Linked DNA regions of Sus scrofa: region 1 is linked to region 2. The links are chromatin contacts, called in public Hi-C maps. All regions are on one chromosome and are shown on one strand. The core of a region is the stretch at or near the end of the contact, and the rest is flanking DNA. Distances in the headings are between cores, read along the strand shown.

Region 1 (6,890 bases), core at 2,788-5,287, 46 kb after region 2:
GCCTTGGCTATCAGCTATGAAATCTGAATGATAAAACAAACAAATCTAGAGTTGTTTTGAAAGGATCACAGTGAATGAATCTCTGATAATAGATTTTAATCTCAATGCACAGTGCTGATGGAGCTAAAAAAAAAACTTCCCATTTTTATTACTGGGCATCTGTAGAATTAGACAATTTTGTAACTGGCCTCAAATGCTCTATCTCCAGAGATAAGTCTCTGCACCAGGGTATTGTCACCAAAAGGAAGACTATTAGAAACTAATCATGATTGCCATATATAGTAGCTCTTAAAGCTACTATAAGAATAATATAATATTTATTCTTATTTGAATAAATATTATTAAATGACATATTCCTTTTAGTGGAACATATCTTAATCTATGTTTAGTCATTGGAAGGGGCTTCATTTGCAAAGGCACTAGTGTTGTTTAAAGTATAGTGGGTTGGGAGTTCCCGTCGTGGCGCAGTGGTTAACGAATCCGACTAGGAACCATGAGGTTGCAGATTCGATCCCTGCCCTTGCTCAGTGGGTTAACGATCCGGCGTTGCCATGAGCTGTGGTGTAAGTTGCAGACGCGGCTCGGCCCGCGTGGCTGTGGCTCTGGCGTAGGCTGGTGGCTACAGCTCCGATTAGACCCCTAGCCTGGGAACCTCCATATGCCGCAGGAGCGGCCCAAGAAATGGCAAAAAAAATAAAAATAAAAAAATAAAGTATAGTGGGTGATAAGAACTGGTATTACCCCCAGGAAGGAGGATCGCATTCCCTGAAGTAATTTTAAGACGATCACAACGGCTGCTGATTGATTTTTTTCCTCATTATTTATGTGTTTGTTTTATTCATCTTTACTTCTCCAGGTTGTTTTTTTTTTTTTGTCTTTTCTAGGGCTGCTCCTGAGGCATATGGAGGTTCCCAGGCTAGGGGCTGAATCGGAGCCATAGCTGCTAGCCTATGCCAGAGCCACAGCAACGTGGGATCAGAGCCGTGTCTGCGACCTACACCATAGCTCACGGCAGCGGTGGATCCTTAACCCACTGAGCAAGGCCAGGGATCGAACCTGCAACCTCACGGTTCCTAGTCAGATTCATTAACCACAGTGCCACGAAGGGAACTCCTTCTCCATGTTTTCTAAATCACTTTTAGAGAGTGAAGGAAGGATTGTGGCAAATAGAGGTAATTTTGGAAGAACAGGCTATGGAACAGTTTCTGGTAAGGCGTATCCAGACATCATTATACTAAACATAGAGGAGGAATCTTAATCAGTCATTTTGCTTTGAATAGAACCGTCTTTCTTGTTCCTATGGATAAAGTTTTAGCAGCATGTCCACAATATCACAATTGAAAATAGCTAATAAAGTGACTATAGGTGAGGTTTAGAGGACTTTACCCTAAAAAAACCCCCTATCCTCAAAGTTCATTTATAGTAGATAATTTTGGAGAACAACAAAGTTTTTATACTTGCTGCATATTGGAAAGAAAGTTCCAGCAATAAGTTCCTTTTATACCATATCTATATGTAGAAATGAACTTGTTAAAGGGAAAAGAGGTTTCTGTATTATTAACAGGCTGTCAGTGAAAGGATTCCTTTTAAATATTTAACTTAAGGTTAAACATCATATTCTTTTTTTTTTTTTTTTTTTTTTTTTTTTTTGTCTTTTCGCCTTTTCTAGGGCTGCTCCTGGGCATATGGAGTTCCCAGACTAGGGGTCTAATCAGAGCTGTAGCTGCCAGCCTACGCCAGAGCCCCAGCCACAGCAACGCCAGATCTGAGCCATGTCTGCGGCCTACACCACTGCTCATGGCAACACCAGATCCTTAACCCAGTGAGCAGGCCAGGGATCGAACCCACAACCTCATGGTTCTTAGTTGGATTATTAACCACTGAGCCACGATGAACACTCCCATGAAGATTCTTATTTGACCTGGGAAAATGTATATTATATGGGGCTAAATGCAAAATGTAGGTTACAAAACTAGGTAGTTTTATTTATTTATTTATTTATTTATTTGGCTGCACCCATGGTGTATGGAAATTCCCAGGCCAGTGATCAAACCCTCGACACACCAGTGACCTGAGCTGCTGAAGTGACAACCGGAACCTTAACCCGAAGCACCACAGGAGCACTTCTCTCTAAGACAACGACACACCTTGTTTAACAGTGGTTATTCCATGACTGAGGCATTGTTTTTTTTTTTCCTTTGTATTCTTCTATAATTTTTGTGTGTGTGTATCTTTTTAGGGCTGCCCCCACGGCATATGGAAGTTCGCAGGCTAGGGGTCTAATCAGAGCTACAGCTTCTGGCCCACGCCACAGCCACAGCAATGCCAGATCCAAGCCTCTGTGACCTGCACCACAGCTCATAGTAACGTCGGATCCTTAACCGACTGAGCAAAGCCAGGGAGCAAACCCATGTCCTCATGGATACTAGTCAGGTTTGTTACTGCTGAGCCACAACGGCAACTCCTCATCAATACCTTTTGTTTGGTGTTGAGCATAATTTAAGCAATATGAAAGAAAACAATATATTTTTTAAAGTCAAGTGAAAAAGGTACCAAACTAAAAAAAAAAAAAAAAAAAAAAGGTACCAAACTGTACAAACATAATCTCCTCAAAACAGACTTATGGGAATTCCCATTGCGGTTCATCAGGTTAAGAATCTGACTAGCATCTACAAGGATGTGGGTTCGATTCCTGGTCTCGCTCAGTGGGTTAAGGATCTGGTGTTGCCTCAAGCTGTAGTATAGCTTGAAGATTAGGGTCAGATCTGGAGTTGTGGCTGTGGCCTACGGCCGGCAGCTGCAACTCCCATTCCACCTGAGGGTGTGGCCATCAAAAAAAAAAAAAAACAACCCACAAAACAAAACTTAAATCTCTGCCTACAAGGACAAGTATCTCAGAATTACTAGAGTGCTGGTTCTTTTAAATTTTTTTTTTTTTACTACTTCTCTGGTTTTTTAAAAAAGTCAAATTTGCTGAAATTAACTATTTAAATATTTATGAAGCATTTTCTCCTTTTAATAGTAAGGTAGTGTTAAGGAAATTTTGGAGGCAAACAGTTGAAGGCCTGAGGATGCTAATTCTTGTGCTCCTGTATGATGGGCATTTGCAGAAAAAGCTGCCCAAGTTTCCATCTGAATTATATGTACAAAAGGAGACAAAGAAGGGGGTAATCACTGCAAAACATAAGGACACAATGAGGCAGGCTCTTTCTGAGAAAATGTTCTGAAGGTAGCTGCATTCTTTCCCGTTCAAGGAAGGGAAGGTTCTAACCCCTCCAGGTAAAAGGATTCTTTGCAAACTCCATTCATTCCTTTTTTTTTTTTTTTTTTTTTTTTTTTTTTAGCCAAACATTGGACAAACCTCTGAAGGCTTGGTTACAAAAAGGAGTGGCTGAAGGAAAATTCTCTCAAATTGCTGGGTTAAAAAAAAAAAAAAAAATCCGAATTTAAGCCCTAGAACGAAAATCTTGAGCGGCCTTGTCACTTCCTCCCCTCCCAATCAAATTATACTGTTCCTAGTCTGCACTTAACAGCAATGCAGTTTTGATCACAGCACAAGTGTTAAAATCCCTACCAGACGGACAAAACCAGAAGGGCTCCTTCATAAAGTAATGTCCTTCTCCAGCTTTGTCACTGTAGTGGGGACCTGCTACATTCAGAAAATTTTATTTAACCTCCCAAACCTTTGAGAGTCAAGTTCCACTATTTAGAAACAAAACAGTCGTATCGTTTCAGACTTGCCAAGTCTCACAAATTAGAATGAGAGAATCTGAATCCTAAAACGACACATTTATAAATAAAATCAAGGACAAACGTCTCCTTTACTCTAAATATACTCTACAAGCCCAATGGCTGTGTTAACTATTTTTACCCACACTGGCCCTTCTGTGTCCAACTTATGTAAAATGAAACAGGATGAGGAATGAAAACCAAGCCTGGGCAATTGGCCAAGCAGAGATTCACGGGCTTGGTCCTCCCTATCCAAAAGAGAAACTGCAGGTCTTTTTTTTTTTTTTTTTTTTTGTCTTTTTAGGGCCGCACCCGCAGCATATGGAGGTTCCCAGGCTAGGGGTTGAACCAGAGCTGTAGCCACAGCAACGCCAGATCCCAGCCGTGTCTGTGACCTACACCACAGCTCATGGCAACACTGGATCCTTAACCCACTGAACGAGGCCAGGGATTGAACCCACAACCTCATGGTTCCTAGTCGGATTCATTAAGCATCGAGCCATGACGGGGAACTCCGAAACTGCAGGTCTTTATTGAAAGGCCAGGAACACTATTCGACTTTGCTCTTATTTCCTGCATTTTATAATATGCAACAACCCACAACTACATTTATCTTTCTGAAAAAAACATCTAAGGTGGTTGATATAAAGTAATACAATCTCAGACTCTGCAACACTTTGGAGGTCCCAGAGCAGCTTCTGGGTACAAGTCAAACAAGCTCCAACACTTTGGACAAGGCAGGGAAGCCACTTAAAGCCCAGATCTTTGCGAGTTGTTTTTTCCCATCAGAAAGGGAGCAGTTCTAGGCCTTTGAACAAAGACAGGAAATGGTAATGGAAACTGCTGGAAGGGGGAGAGTGCCTTTTGATCGAAGTAGGACTCGCCCACTCGAAGTGCAACACCTAATCTCTCCCGCAGAAAGAAAACGCCCGAGGAAGACGTCTCTGCTGTCCTTGTTGGCACAGAACAGCAAACGCAGGAACTAAGCAAAAGGGGTCGGGAATGAGAAGCCGACTGGCGGCTGCACAGGAATGCGCCGTGCTGATCCTGCGGCTGGTGCGGTCATAGCGGGCCGGGCCAGAGAGCTCCGCAGGAACAGGACTCCGATCTCGCGCAGCTCCTTGCTATTGGGTCCAGGTTCGGCCGGGCAACCCATCAGCCCATCTTACCCTGCCCAGCCAACGCCGCCCTTTAAGGGACCTGCAGCCTCAAGGACACCGACCGGCCCCGCCCCTTCGCCGCCATCTTGTTATTTTCTCCAGGACCCCCAGCAGACCACGTGGCGCGTCGCTGCGGAAGTCAAGGCACCGCCCCAACTTCCGGCCGGACTGGTTCCAGCCGGCCGCGGCCCGCAGACGCCCGGCTGCCCCCTAGCGGCTGGCAGCCGAGCCCCGGCCGAGCCCCGGCCCGTCCGGACCTCGCCATTTCCTTCCCGGCTGGCCGCACGTCCGCGCCCTGCAGTCAGTCCCCCGCCCGAGCGCCGCAGCGCACGCGCCACGGGCGGGGCACTCAGCGCACCCTCCCCTGGCGTGGACGTTTACAGTGAGGTTCAACGAGTGTCACCTGCATCTTTACACGCAGTTTAAACAGTAAGCCCCGTAGAGAAGCGTGGAGGTACTCGGTGCTCGGTGTTTCAGGACTTCCTTACAGAAGCCCCCGCCTCGCCTTTAAGGTGTGGATTCTGACCTCAGTCCCTGGCCCCCGCAGGTTTCTGGGGTGGGGGTGGGAAACGACGATGTGCGAGTTGGGACGTAGCCAAGGACCACGGTTCCTGTTTTGCGGGCCATCCCCCGCCTTCCCAGCAGCTCCACGTTCCTTTCGCGTTGTCGTCCTTGAGCATTTGTCGTGACAAATGCCCCTGCAGTATCTTATTTAACCTGCGCAACAGCCTCCGAGATGGGAGTTTTGTTTATTAAACAGAAAACTGAAGCCCAGAGTAGTTTGCTCCAGATGCAGAACCTGGGATGGAATCTGGGGCATCTAAGTTCCCACTGTGCTTTCAGGTGGTCAGATGACCCTCTGATCAGCATCTGCAGCACCTGAGAGCTTCTTGGAAATGCACATACTTGGATCTATTCGGGCCCTGCTGGGTTGGAAACTGAGGGATTGGGAGACAATCTGTGATTAACTAGCACTGTGTGATTCTGAGGCACCCAAAACGCTTATCTCTTAGCCTTTTTAAAGGTAGGGAAAGGGCGGATGTGTTTTTGAGTCCAAACTCCATGCCAGGCACTAGGATTAAGGCATTTTCATGAATATGTGATGTAATCCTAACAATGCCCTTTTACAGGTGAGGAAACTGTAGCTCAAACTTCCCGTTGAGTGTAATGTGTAAAATGACACGAGGTTATACTTGTTAGTTGCTTGTACCTTATATGCATAAAATATCCCTGGAAGGATATCAAGAAGTTGTTAATAGTGCTTTTTCATCCAAGGAAAGGAAGCAGGTTGCCAGGACTGAGTTGGGAAGTTGTTTTTTTTTTCTTAGTAGGTCTTTGTAAATTTTGAATTTCAGCCACATGGTCAATGAAAAATTTATAGTTGATGTAACAAAAATTTTATTTTGCCAACCTAAGGTTTATAACCCAGGGGACACTCTTTGAGAAACCTCTGAGGACTGTTCTACTTGTTAGAGGTGAAAGCACAGTTATACAAGTTGTTGAGACACATGCGCTGTTCATCAAGTGATGTATTATTGGCAGTTTGCAGAACCTAGACCTATGTATACAAAATGAGTCATGGGTCATCATGGCCTATTTCCAGGTTAAGAAGCATGGTTATCTCCTCAGGAGTTGTAACCCTTTATGAGATTAAGAAGGAATGTTGGCTCCTAAGGAGGGCTGTTTAACCAAGCACAACACACACTTCATTGTTGTTGGGGAGGGAGGCAGCCAAAATGGGGAGAGAAAAAAAACTTACCTTTAAATTTCCTTGTCTTGCTGTATGATATGAATTTTATCTCATCAGTAGGAATTTATATCTTATTCCCAATAGAATTAAATAGGTAAGAATTGTATTCAGAACGGTATGAAAGCAGAAACCAGAATTTGAAGTCAGGTTTGACTGACAGCAGATTCCATGTGTTCTATTGACTACAATGACAGACTTTTAAACATAAACTACTTTGTAAGTTTGAGGTATTGTTATGTAATTAATCATGA
Region 2 (6,259 bases), core at 2,811-5,310:
AAGAGGAAGTTGTAGGATAGAGGAAAGAAGATCTATTGCAGGAGGCAGGCAAACAGAATCCTTGGAGGGATGGTACAGGGAGGTTCCAGGATGTTGATGGTGCTTCAGATGGCCACCAGTCAGGAGTGGAACAGAGTAACCCAAGAGACAGACATGAGGAGGGCTTCAACCAGGCGCTGCCTCCTGTGGTCTCTACCTTTTTACCTGAGGACTAAATACCCAGCTGAACCTGGCCCAGATTCTAATTTGGACATGACCTATTTTGGACCATGTATTGATAAAGTTCCTCCCTCCCCGCTAAACCTTCTACCCAGATCAGCTAAGGACTCGTCTCTTCCCCAGAGGTGTGGGCTGCTTTGATCTACTCCTAGGCTGAGGTGAGCTGAGAAGCAGATAAAAACAGCAGCATGCTCCCCAACCACATAATTGTCACATGTCTAACACCTGCCTCCCACTTTTATCCTACCAATCCCCTCGCTCTGCTGCACCGTGTTTTCCCCAGGATTCTCTCATGACATTGCCTAGGAGAGGTTCTGGCAAATTCCCAGGGAAGCTGCAGTCAGACTACAGGCTAGAGATGGTTCTCTTTGTCTTCTCCTGAGAGCCTCCATCTAACTCTTGTCATATCCTGCGATAGCTAGGTGTGTGCTTAGAACTCAGTTTTTCAAAATTAAATGACAACCGTTCAGGGAGACCTACATAGTTGATTTTTTTTAAAAAACTCTATGTTTAAAAGGAAGAGTGCGATTAATTTGAATTAAGTCTGAAATTAGGAGAATGGGTAACTTCCTGCGGTGGAGGGCAGAGATACAAAGTCAGGACCCCATCTCTCAGCCCTGCCCTCCCTCCCCTCTGTCGGCTTCTTTCAGGAAGGCCCTCCCCACGTGGTGGCAAGATGACCACCTGGAATTTGAGCTTTGTTCCTAAACCCTCTACCCACCTTCACACAAAACATCCTTAGCATTTTTGATGACTGGCTCAGCCTGTATTCCATGCCCATCTCCGAAGCAGTGGCTGGCTGGCCAGGCCTGTCATTGCTCGGGAGTTCTCAGATGAGCACCCCAAACTTGTGAGGGGGAAATAAAATCAAGTTGCTATCACCAAACCGAGGAGGAATGGATTCTGAGCAACAGACCAAGAGATGTCATTATAAAAAGCACTGCACATACACTGTCTTCCTCTTCAAGTTGTCTGGCCAAAATGATAGGAAACAGATCCCCATTGTAAGAATCTAGGTCATGGTTATTTTTTGGGGGGGGTGAGGGAGGTAGGGAAGAGTTCAGGTATTTTTATTGCTCTGAATACCAGCTAACCTGTCCAAGGTTAGTTTCCACATTCTTTTTCCTTTTTAGGGCCACAACCTTGGCACATGGAGGTTCCCAGGTTAGGGGTCAAATCAGAGCTGCAGCTGCTGGCGTACACCACAGCCACAGCAACACAGGATCCAAGCCACTTTTTTGACCTACACCACAGGTCACAGCAACGCCGGATCCTTGATCCACTGAGCAAGACCAAGGATGGAACCTGCATCCTCCTGGATACTAGTCAGGTCCATTACCACTGAGCCACAAGGGGAACTCCAGCAATGTAATTTTTAAGTGGGCAAAATATATAGAGTTCCCCAAGGAGATATGCAGATGGCAAATAATTACATGAAAAGATGCTCAATATCATTAGTCATTGGGGAAACCCAAATTGAAACCACGCTAAGATGCCACTAAATAACAATACAGCAATAGCAATAATGATGATGACTATGATGATGATAAAAAAGTGGTGAGTTAAAAAGACTGTGCCAGAGGGTTATAAGGTACAACATGAGAGATATAATTAACATTGCCGTATGTTACATATGAAAGTCGTTAAGAGTAAATCCTGAGTTCTCCCCCAAGAAAAAAAATTTTTTCTATATCTTTAATTTTGTACCTATGTGATATAAAGGATGTTTACTAAAATTATTGTGATAATCACTTCACGATGTATGTAAGTCAAATTAGGCTGTATATCCTAAACTTATACAGTGTTGTATGTCAATTATATCTCAATAAACAAGAATAAAAATTAAAATTAAAAACTAAGCAGGAGTTCCCATCGCAGCTCAGCGGAAATGAATCTGACTAGCACTCATGAGGATGCATGTTCTATCTGTGGCCTTGCTTAGTGGGTTAGGATCCGTGTTGCTGTGAGCTGTGGTGTAGGTCACAGATGCGGCTCAGATCCCATGTTGCTGTGGCTGTGGTGTAGGCCGACTGCTACCACTCTCATTCGAGCCCTAGCCTGGGAACCTCCATATGCTTTGAGGGTGGCCCTAAAAAGACAAAAAAAAAAAAAAAGGCACAACTATGCCAAGGGGGGGATATAGAGCAACTAAAGCTCTCATACTCTGCTGGTGAAAATGCAAAATGGTACAATCACTTTGAAAAATTTGGCAATTTCTTGTACTTAGTTTATGACCCTGCTCCTCAGTATTTACCCAAGTGGCTATCTATAAAATAGAATAATATTTAACAATATATAGGAGTTCCCGTCGTGGCACAGTGGTTAACGAATCCGACTAGGAACCATGAGGTTTCGGGTTCGATCCCTGCCCTTGTTCAGTGGGTTAAGGATCCAGCGTTGCCACGAGCTGTGGTGTAGGTCACAGATGTGGCTAAGATCCCACGTTGCTGTGGTTCTGGCGTAGGCCGGCAGCAACAGCTCCGATTAGACCCCTAGCCTAGGAAGCTCCATATGCCTCGGGAGTGGCCCTAGAAAAGGCAAAAAGACGACAAAAAAAAAAAAAAAAAAATTAGTGACTGAGCAAGGATAATCTCAATAATATTTTTTCTGAGTGAAAGAAGCCAGACCAAAGGATGTATACCATATGATTCCATTTATATAAAATTCTAGGAAATGCAAACAAATAGAAAGCAGGACAGTGCCTTGGTTACCTGGGGATGGGAGAATGGACGGGGATGGATGTGAGACACGGACTTTAAAGGGCATGAGGAAACCCTCAAAGGTAATGAATAGGTTTGTTATCTTTATTATGCTTATGGCTTTGCAGATGTAAATGCACTCAAGGCGTACTTAGCAAATTGTCCACTTTACAAATGGGCAGATTTTCGTATGTCCATCAGACCTTAATAAGGCTGTTTCTTTAACAATTGGGAAGGAGTTTCTTTATTTGTTTTTTTTTTGTTTTTTTTGATTGGGCAGAATCCTGAAGATTGTCTCCTCTCTTTTTTTTTTTTTTTTTTTTTTTTCCTGCTTTTTAGGGCCACACCTGTGGCATATGGAATTTCCCAGGCCAGGGGTCGAATTGGAGCTATGGCTGCCTGCCTACCACACAGCCACAGCAACATGGGGATAGAACCTGCTTCCTCATAGATTCTAGTTGGATTTGTTTCCACTGCACCACAATGGGAACTCCCAAGATTGTACTCTTGAAATATTTTTGTGTATTTCATCCATTTTTTTTTTTAGCACACATGTATTTTATCTTTTGATTTTTTAAAAAATGTCTTAAATAGTTAACATCTGAAGTTATCCATGAGGACTCAGGTTCAATCCCTGGCCTCACTCAGTGGGTTAAGGATCCAGCATTGCTGTGAGCCATGGTGTAGGTCGCAGGAGAGGCTTGGATCCCGAGTTGCTGTAGCTGTGGTGTAGGCCTCTGGCTACAGCTCTGATTCAACCCTAGCCCGGGAACTTCCATATGCTATGGGTGGGGCCCTAAAAAGACAAAAAAATAAAAAATTTTTAAAAATAAGTTAACACCTGGTTCAAATTCAAAGGCTACAAAAGATATACAGTGAAAAGTCTCACCTCTGTTCCCATTCACCCAGCACTCCTCTCTTAGAGCAATTAATGTAACTAGTTTCCCCAGTGTCCTTCCAAAGATAGTCTAGATTTTATTATAAAGATCACACTACTGAGAAGAATTAGAGTGAGGTCGTATTTTGTCTGTTGGCTCAAAGACTGCGGGATCAAGGGCATGTTCAGTATTAGACAAACAGACCAGTGTAGTCCCTGTGAAGTCATCCTGATACTCCCTCCCCTCCAAGCATGACCATCAGTCTCAGGTGTCTCTCCTTGACCTTTCTCCTACATCACACACTAACCAGTCATCTCTTGTGGCTCTTCATACATGGACCTTCCTGACATTACACTGATGCAGCTTTCTTCAGATAGTTTCAACCATTTCTTTCTCAGTCGTCTTCCCATTGCCAGTTTCAATTCTAAGACTGGTGCTTTGCCAGCTCAATGAGGCAGCTACTCAGCCAGACTGGATGTGTCACTCCTGTGATCCTGTCTGGCACCTGCCTGCCCTTCTCTTTTGCACACCCTTCCCCATAACCCTCCCATGTGTGCCACTCGCATTGCCAGTGAGGCTCTTGTTACACAGAACAAGTTCATGCAAACTGTTCTGTTTTCTGTCTTCCAAAGTGATTGCTTTCCCTCCTTGGAATTCCTATGAGCTAATGGCTATGTAATTCAGTACCCAATGGGCTCTTATCTTAAGTTAATATTTGCCTATTTGGGTACATGGATCATATCTCCCTGAGTAGGCTCCACGTGGTTTGACTGGGGGCAGAGACCTTGACTTAGACTTTATTTGTTTACCACGGCACAGTTGTAGATGCTCAAATAACAGCCGATGGAAGATTTGCTATAGTAAAATACTCACCAACTGTAAATCTAATTCCATTAAATAGATTAGGGGAACTTGCTATTGAATGGGATGCCATGTCATTTAGTCAACGCAAATCATCACAATTTAATGTACGTCTTATGTAAATACAGTTTCCCACTTATTAGAGCTCCTTAAAAGTAGGACACGCCCTGTATGTCGGGCCAAAAATAGATCTTGCCCCTGGCACTCGATAGAATCTCTGCAAAACCGACTTGTTATGCAATAGCCCCTGACCAGCCAACCAGAAGTATCTCTGTCCTGAGAACTTCTTAGGACTTCACCTGGGCTCCTCCCATTTTCAGGGCACAGTAGAGTGAGTCCTTGACAATATGTTTTCTCTTTACTGGATGTAGGCGCTAGGAAGAGAGAGAATGGACAGAGGCAGTACAGAGCGACAAACCATGAGGACCTTGCTGTCTTCAGTTCTGAAAGCCAACCGGGATGTGGCCATTCCCTGGCTCTCTGACCCCAGCCAATTCTGCTACACCTCTGCAATCAAATAATCATGACTCTGTAGAAAGCCCCACATACCCCTTCTGTATGCACACCACCATCAACCCTCATAAACCCTGGAGAGGGGAATAAGACAGCCTAGGGGACCTGGAAGCCTCAAGCTGATAGAAAACAACTATTCCCATTACGCAATAGCTTGGGGTCAGAGAACAAGCAAAGAGCCTGTCTTTATTTAAAGGTTTGATATTTTGTTCATCGGAGATATTTTAGCATTAATTTTTAACTTTTTAAAATGTTCCATTAAATATTATTTGTCTCTCTCTGGTGCCTCTTAGACTTTGTGCCTGAGACAAGTTCCTTACCTTCATCCCAGTCCTGCCAGGACTGCAGAATTTGAGAAAAGGGATTCTGGTAACCAAAAGGCTTTGGTTTTGACCTCAGCTCTGCCATTAAAAGCTTCAAGACATGGACTTTCTGGGCCTCACCCTTGTGACTTCCTCGGTCATAAAATGTAGATGATTATATCTGCCCCATTTTCTTTGCAGGGCAATTAACTATGATGGTCAGATGATGAAATGTAGGGGAAAAAAACACTTTTAAACAGCTACATACACAAAATGGAACAATAATTAGCAGTAGTTTATCTTTAGGCTTGCTCTTTGAGCAGGGATTAGCAGATCCAGCTTGATCTGTGAGCTTCTAGATTGAATGGGCCGGTGACCTTCAGAAACCTCATGGCAGCTAACACGTACCGAGGGCTCTCTGGCTTCTAGGTACTGGCCTTGGAACAGGTCTGTGTGAGCAGAGTGATCCTGACCACTGCCTTGCCTCTTCCAGACCCAGAAATAGGATGTAATCCTCATTCTCAATCCATATCCTTTACAAAGGTTTTATGATTAGTGAACTCAGCTGACATAATTCAGGCCTGATCTATTTCTAAACTGTAGGCTTGTACATAGGAAATAGTCATAACTGTGAATAAGCTAACCCCTTCTCTACTTGTTTTTTCCAATGTCATTATTTTTTGTGTAATAATTATACTTCCTATCTACATTAAGTTCCTAAAGTATGGATTGTGGAATAGTAATTAAGGATCCTTCATAAACATTTTTGTAGCATTAATTTTTTTGT

The links. Hi-C and Micro-C count contacts between places; a contact is called where the count stands out from the background.
Region 1: a contact with region 2 is called in a Hi-C map of liver, with 1.7 times the contacts expected there. The contact joins the promoter of FAM174B here to the enhancer-like site in region 2. A contact is called at or near these places in 2 of 5 promoter capture datasets (fetal liver and liver), 20 of 47 Hi-C or Micro-C datasets (adipocytes, alveolar macrophages, blood and 11 more) and 2 of 2 datasets of contacts at active chromatin or transcription factors (alveolar macrophages and skeletal muscle).

What each region holds. Positions count from the first base shown.
Region 1 is chr7:86,177,933-86,184,822 of Sscrofa11.1, forward strand. It overlaps FAM174B (membrane protein FAM174B), which reads left to right and starts at 4,038. Exons shown (of 2, transcript XR_002345977.1): 1 at 4,038-5,401.
Region 2 is chr7:86,132,096-86,138,354 of Sscrofa11.1, forward strand. No RefSeq gene overlaps it. Among named protein-coding and RNA genes, the nearest start is that of CHD2, 27 kb to the left of the region's middle. Within about 2 kb of position 4,061, at least 25 of the 83 cell types and tissues checked have an H3K27ac peak or open chromatin away from gene starts, as enhancers often do. A contact at or near this core is called in fetal liver, liver and skeletal muscle, where this site is marked.